2 separate regions of the Sus scrofa genome follow, and region 2 is linked to region 1. Evidence: chromatin contacts called from public Hi-C data. All regions are on one chromosome and are shown on one strand. Each heading gives the region's core, a stretch centred on a gene start, on an enhancer-like site or on the middle of the called end of the contact. The rest is flanking DNA. Distances are from core to core; before and after follow the strand shown. Region 1 holds the start of ATP8B1 (phospholipid-transporting ATPase IC). Region 2 overlaps ATP8B1 (phospholipid-transporting ATPase IC).

Region 1 (3,200 bases), core at 481-2,980:
CACTGCAACCAGGAAGATGGGAGAGAATCTTTTCTTAAGCCAACAGGGCGGGCAGTTTCCGGGAGGGGAAATTGGCGGCGTCCGGAGCTACCCAAGAAGGACTTGGAGCGCGCTGGGGACTGCGCGGGCAGGCCAAAGGGCTTGGGTGGGGTGGAGGGGGGACTCATTGGGAGGAAATGGAGCCCAGGTTGCCCTTCTTGTGCCGGTCAAACCCCCTACCCCGTTCTGCATCCTCCCCTGCACCCGAGTCCACCACAGCTGTCACGTATCTACGTTCCAGTCCTCCCCCCTCCCCAAGAAGACTAGGGGCGCACACTCCCTCGGAGAAGTTGGACAAACACAAGCTCTCCTCTCACTTGAAAGGAGTGAGGAAGTGGGGGTGTTAAAGCACTCTCTATTCTCTGCATCACCCCTCCCCCAACAAGTTGCCACTCCGCACGCACACAGCGAGGGGACAGCGCCGGGCACCAAACTAGGGAGGGAAGGAGGTGGCCTGTTGGGAATGCCACGGGAGTTGGCAGATAGGACCTTACAGTCACAGGGGAAAACATCCTTCCCCATCACCGCCCAACGGGCATTAAGGTCGACGGAAGACGTCTAGAAGGTGCCTGATCCCGCAGCAGGCGCGATGGAGAAGATCCCACCCTCCATCCCTCCCCGAAGGGACGGCGGGTACCTTCGGCCCTAAGGTCTTTTTCCAACGCGTTTATATAAGTTCCCAAGGGGGCCCCAGCAGAATCTTGCCAAGAGGGTCTTCCAGAGGGACCCAGACATTGCAGGGAAGCCAGCGGCCCTCCTCAAGGACCCACAAGCCCTGCCAGGTTTGATACTCAGTCTTGAAGCCGGGACGTGTGGATAGCAAAGGAGCGAAGAATTCAGACACCTCCCGCGATTCCCCTCTTCTCCCCGAAGGTGAAACCCCCCTGGCCTTCGTCAGTGCTGCCTGCCCCACCAGCTGTGTCTTCACGTCCCCGAGACCGCAAAAGCCCCGGCATCGCCACCCAAATTCCATCCATGTGGGCTCAGAAGCTCGAGGGTGCGGACAGCTGCTGCCACTGCATCCCGGATCCCTGGAGTCCGCCGCCCCGGGGCCGCCAGGGGACCTGAGGGTCCGGCGGGTGGGGCAGATTAGGGGCCCTGGCGCGGCGCTCCTTCTTACCTGGCGCTCGATGGGCCCCGGCTGGGGCATCCGCCGGGTGCACGCCTCTCCGCGCGCTCGCTGCGCACCTGCCCACCGCTGCCGCCGCCGCGGTCCGCCGGGCCCCAGCGCTGGCAGCCGCGCTAGCTCTTCATGGCGCGCGGGGGCTGGCCCGTGGCCCCGGGAAGCGTGTCCAGTTGGCGGCGGCTCCTCCGGCTCTCGCAGCTCCCAATGGCTCCTCGCCTTACCCCGCCCCGCGTCCGCGCCCCCTTCCTCTGCGGCCTTCCTTTTCCCTCCGCTCCAAGGGACTGGCCAAACTGGTTTCTCCGCTCCCGGGTGGTGCCTCCTGTCTCCTTCTGGCTGCCGCGGCCGCCGCGCGGGGCTGGGGCTGGGGCTGGGGCGGGGGGCGGGCCCGGCCTTCTGCCCTCCCTCTATCCCTCCCGGGGGCGGAGAGGAGCTGGACGGCGAGCCCCGGAGCGAGCAGACACCGCCCAGGTCGAGCCCCGCGCCCTCGGTACGCCCCGGCGGCAGATGGAGACCCCGGCTGAAGCCCGAGCGCTCTCCTCTCCTCGTCTGGCCCGCTCTCAACTCCCCCGACGCTCCCGCCTCCTTGGGGACGCGATTGCCACCCCGCCCCGCCAGCCTCGCGTCACTTTCCCACCGCCCTCGGTCAGGCTGGCCGCCGCTTAGCCCGGTGATCGCGTCAGCCCGGAAAGCTGGCGAGGCCGCCGTTCGCCTGGGACCTGAGCTCCCTCGGTAAGGGGAGCTATACCCTCTCCACGCCAAGTCACGTTCCCGGGCTGGTCACCGATGCGGGTCGCACTTCGCCGCTCTGAGAGTAGAGGAAGAGAGGGCGCTGCTGAAAGATTTCGAGAAACTTGTAATTGCAGCAAGCTGACTTTCTACTGAAACCAAACTCTCTCACCTTTATGGGTTTGGAGTCAAAAGGACTCAGGGTGCAGCGGACGAATGGCACGATGCATTTGAAAATTTTGGACTCACTTGCATGGTTGCTACCTGGTGTCTGGGCGCTTGAATTGCCCCCCACCCCATTACACCAGAAACTTTGTTCCGCAGAATTTCACTGCGCACCTGCTCTGTACAAGTCTTTGGGATAAGAATGGAGGAAAGTCAAAGATAAATTATAGTTTACTTAAAATGTATAGGGGAGATAGGACTCATAGACAAATAACTAGTTGTGGTAGATCAGAAAGCCCCAGATCTTCGGTCTAAGAGTTCAGACTTCCAACTGGGGCTTAAGGAACTTCATTGAAGAAGCCATGCTTGGGGTGGAATTCAAAGACCCAGGGATTTAGGGATCAGTGTTGCATGGAGAGGGTATTCAAAGAGTGGTCTACTAATTTGATTTTAAGTGTATGAAAGACTCAACTGATACTGTTAAACTCTAGACTGCTCTGAGTTTCTTTTTCAGTAGTTACATTTAATCTTTGACTAGGTGGTGCTGGTCAGTCATTTAATTTCTCTGGGTCTCAGTTTCCTCATCCATAAAATAAGTCTGGATCTCACATGGTTTCTTCCAGTGCTTCGTTTTTGAACCCAACAGCAGAGTAAAGCTCTAAAAGCCAGATAACACAAGGGTAGACCAGATGACTGGCATTACAGTGGTAAAACAAGACTAGGGAGGGAACTGGGGCCTGGAAGCAGGCATCAACTAGATGCAGACTAAAGATTTGGTTGAGGGGGGGTTGCCATCAACAAAACAAAAAGACAACCCACTGAACAGAAGAAAATATTAACAAATGATATAACCAAAAAGAGTTAATATCCAAAATATATAATCAGCTCATACAACTTAATATCAAAAAAGCAAACAACCCAATTTAAAAATGTATAGGACAGTTCCCGTTGTGGCGCAGTGGTTAACAAATCTGACTAGGAACCATGAGGTTGCGGGTTCGATCCCTGCCCTTGTTCAGTGGGTTAACGATCCGGTGTTGCCGTGAGCTGTGGTGTAGGTTGCATACTCGGCTCGGATCCCGCTTTGCTGTGGCTCTGGCGTAGGCCAGTGGCTACAGCTTCGATTCGACCCCTAGCCTAGTAA
Region 2 (3,200 bases), core at 290-2,789, 93 kb before region 1:
TCAGATTCATTTCCGCTGCACCACAATGGGAACTCCCAACCATTTTTAAAAATTGAAGTATCATTGGTTTACAGTGTTGTGTTTGTTTCAGGTATACGGCAAAGTGATTTCTGTTATACATACACACATGTATATATTCATATCTATATATCTATCTATATATATATACACATATTTATATATTCTTTTTTACATTCTTTTCCATTATAAATTCTTACAGGATATTAAATATAGTTCCCTGTGCTATAGAATAGATCCTTGTTGTCTAGAACAGTTCAGTGGCATTAAGTACATTAAGTACATACTGTCATGCAGCCATTCTCACCATCCCTCTGTGGCTCTTACCATCTGTTAAAATCGAAAGTCTGTACCTACTGAACAGCAACTCCCCATTCTCCTGTCCCCACAGCCCCTAGTGACCACCATTCTACTTTCTGTGTCTATGAACCCGACTCCTCTAAGCACCTCACATAAGTGGAATCCCACCATATGTGTCCCTTTGTCTCTGGCTTATTTCATGTAGTAGAACATCCTGAAGGTTCATCCACGTTGTAGCAGGTGTCAGAATCTCCTTCATTTTTAAGACAGAATAAGATCCCACTTTCCCCGTCCATTTATCCACTGATGGACCCTTAGGTTACTTCTACACCTTAGCACTTAGGAATAATGTTGCTAGGAACATGTGTATGTCAATATCGCTTTGAGTCCCTGCTTTTGATTCTTTGGGGTGTGTAGTTAGGAAGGAATTGCTGCCTCACATGACAGTTTCATTTTTTGAGGAATGTGTGTCTATTGCTGACTCCTGACCTCACCACACACACAATCCCAATGCCACCAGTGGTGTCTGCTTCCAAAGCATCACCAGAATGAGCACCAGTGCTCTGCTGTGGGAGGGGAGCAACTTGGCAAAGGCAGCCTGCGGCCACACATGCCCAGGGATGGAGTAACAGCTTCCGCTCACCATAAATTTGCCCGTTGATGCAGCACTTTTTAAAGGTCATGATGTTCTGTGTGAGTGTCCCTGTCTTATCCGAGAAGACGTAATGGATCTGCCCGAGCTGTTCATTCAGCGTGGTGGTTCTCGCCTTGGCCGGCGTGTCTTTCTCAGGATAGTACATCTGCAGGTCCCAGTTGATGAAGTAACTCTGTCCAAGACGAATCACTTCCACGCTAGGAAGACAAGAGATAACTTTTGATGGGGTTCTCAGATATGGGTGGCAGCCAGTGGATTTTGTCCTCACTTGGCATCAGGAACGAGCTGCTTGTGTACAAAGAGACAAGGTCTGCAGTGACCTGTGTGCCCAGCTTCTGGATTCTCCTGGCTAAACACTTTTTCCAGCTTCATGGTCAAAGCAGCCTCTCAATGTGATTTCCTAGTCACTCCTGAGCACATCCGGTCATGGACATGGCACCCCCACGTTCAGAACACACAGCCCTGCAAGTGACATGGTAACACTGCAGGGGGCATCGTACGCTGTAGCAATTCCTACTCTTTTCTCTCATTGCCCATTGCACCCAGGGACAACTGGAATGGCACATTCACCTCTGTCCCCAATTATAGGGCAAAGGGAGTGAGAGTCTACTAGGTCACACACCCCTGTGTGCTCTCAAGAGAGCAAAGGGTTTTTGGCAAATAACCCCTAAATTGTGACATCACACTGTGAAAAAGCAAAGATTTTTGCCTAAAATCTTTTTTTCAAAACCATTTTAGAATTGAAGTACAGTTAATTCACAATGTTGCGTTAGTTTCAGGTGTACAGCAAAGTGATTCAGTTATACACTATACACATATATATTCTTTTTCAGATTCTTTTCCATGGTAAGTTATTACAAGATATTAAATGTAGTTTTCTGTGCTATATAGTAGGTCCTGGTGTACAGTCCTAAATTCGTGTAAGTTTATAGAATGTCCAAAAAACGATATTCTGAAAGGATCATTTCCATTTTCAAACTGTAACTGATTAAATATAACTCAGAAGGAAGGTGCTTACACATCCAGCAACTGTTCAGTGGGTAAAGGATGTCTTTATTTTATTTTATTTTATTTTATTTTATTTTATTTATTTTATTTTATTTTATTTTATTTTATTTTGCCTTTTCCAGGGCAGCTCCCGCGGCATACAGAGGTGCCCTGGCTAGGGGTCTAACTGGAGCTGTAGCTGCTGGCCTATGCCAGGGCCACAGCAACACAGGATCTGAGCCACGTCTGTGACCTACACCACAGCTCACAGCTACACTGGATCCCTAACCCACTGGGCAAGGCCAGGGATCGAACCCGAAACCTCATGGTTTCTAGTTGGATTCGTTAACCACTGAGCCACAACGGGAACTCTGGATGTCTTTATAATAAGCTAAAAAGATGGAAAAATAACTCCCTTCTTCTCTCCTCCCTTAAGTGTTTCCTGAGTGCCTACTATGTGCCACACACCAGCCTAGGTACAGGGGCCACATCAGTAAACAAAACAGACCAAATCCCTGCTCTCAAGGAGTTTACCTTCTAATGGAGATGGACAAAGAAATAAACCAGTAACTATACAGTATATCAAGGGGTGAAAATTCTCTGCAGAAAATCAAAGCAGGATAAGGGGAGATGGAGACGGACAGGCAGAGGAAGTGATGTTTAAGAATGGAGAGGGTCAGGAAAAGCCAGGGTGATAAGATGATGTTTGAGTGGAGACCCAAAGGACAAGAAAGAGCAACTCTGTAGATATGGAGGGGAAAGGAGGTTATAGGCACTGGTGAGACCAAGCGCCAAAGTCCTGGGCAGGTACTGGTACAGCTGAGGAGTTCAAGGCTAGAGATAGGGGAGCCCAGGAAGTGGGTGGAGGTGCTGGAGGTTATGGATGGATGTGGAAGGCAGAGCATCAACTCACACCAGGCCTTGAGGGGGATAGTGTGGCTTCAATGAATCCATTCTGGATGAGATGGAAAGCTACTGTGGGGTTAAAAACAAAGCAGAGATATGCTTTAAAAGGAAATTGACTTCTAGAGTTCCCGTAGTGGCGCAGCAAAAACGAATCCAACTAGGAACCATGAGGTTGAGGGTTTAATCCCTGGCCTCGCTCAGTGGGTTCAGGATCCGGCGTTGCTGTGAGCTGTGGTGTAGGGCAGAGAAACAGCCTGGATTTGGTATTGTTGTGGCTGTGGTGTAGGCCAGCAGCTGTAGCTCTGTTTCAACCCCTAGCCTGGGAACCTCTGTG

The links. Hi-C and Micro-C count contacts between places; a contact is called where the count stands out from the background.
Region 2: a contact with region 1 is called in a Hi-C map of liver, with 2.7 times the contacts expected there. The contact joins the enhancer-like site here to the promoter of ATP8B1 in region 1. A contact is called at or near these places in 1 of 5 promoter capture datasets (liver), 8 of 47 Hi-C or Micro-C datasets (embryonic fibroblasts, heart right ventricle, liver and 2 more) and 1 of 2 datasets of contacts at active chromatin or transcription factors (skeletal muscle).

Annotation. Positions count from the first base shown.
Region 1 is chr1:162,934,739-162,937,938 of Sscrofa11.1, reverse strand. ATP8B1 (phospholipid-transporting ATPase IC) reads right to left here and starts at 1,730. Exons shown (of 28, transcript XM_021100031.1): 1 at 1,160-1,730.
Region 2 is chr1:163,027,765-163,030,964 of Sscrofa11.1, reverse strand. It overlaps ATP8B1 (phospholipid-transporting ATPase IC), which reads right to left. Exons shown (of 28, transcript XM_021100031.1): 13 at 962-1,170. Among named protein-coding and RNA genes, the nearest start is that of SLC51B, 52 kb to the left of the region's middle. Within about 2 kb of position 1,539, at least 2 of the 83 cell types and tissues checked have an H3K27ac peak or open chromatin away from gene starts, as enhancers often do. A contact at or near this core is called in liver, where this site is marked.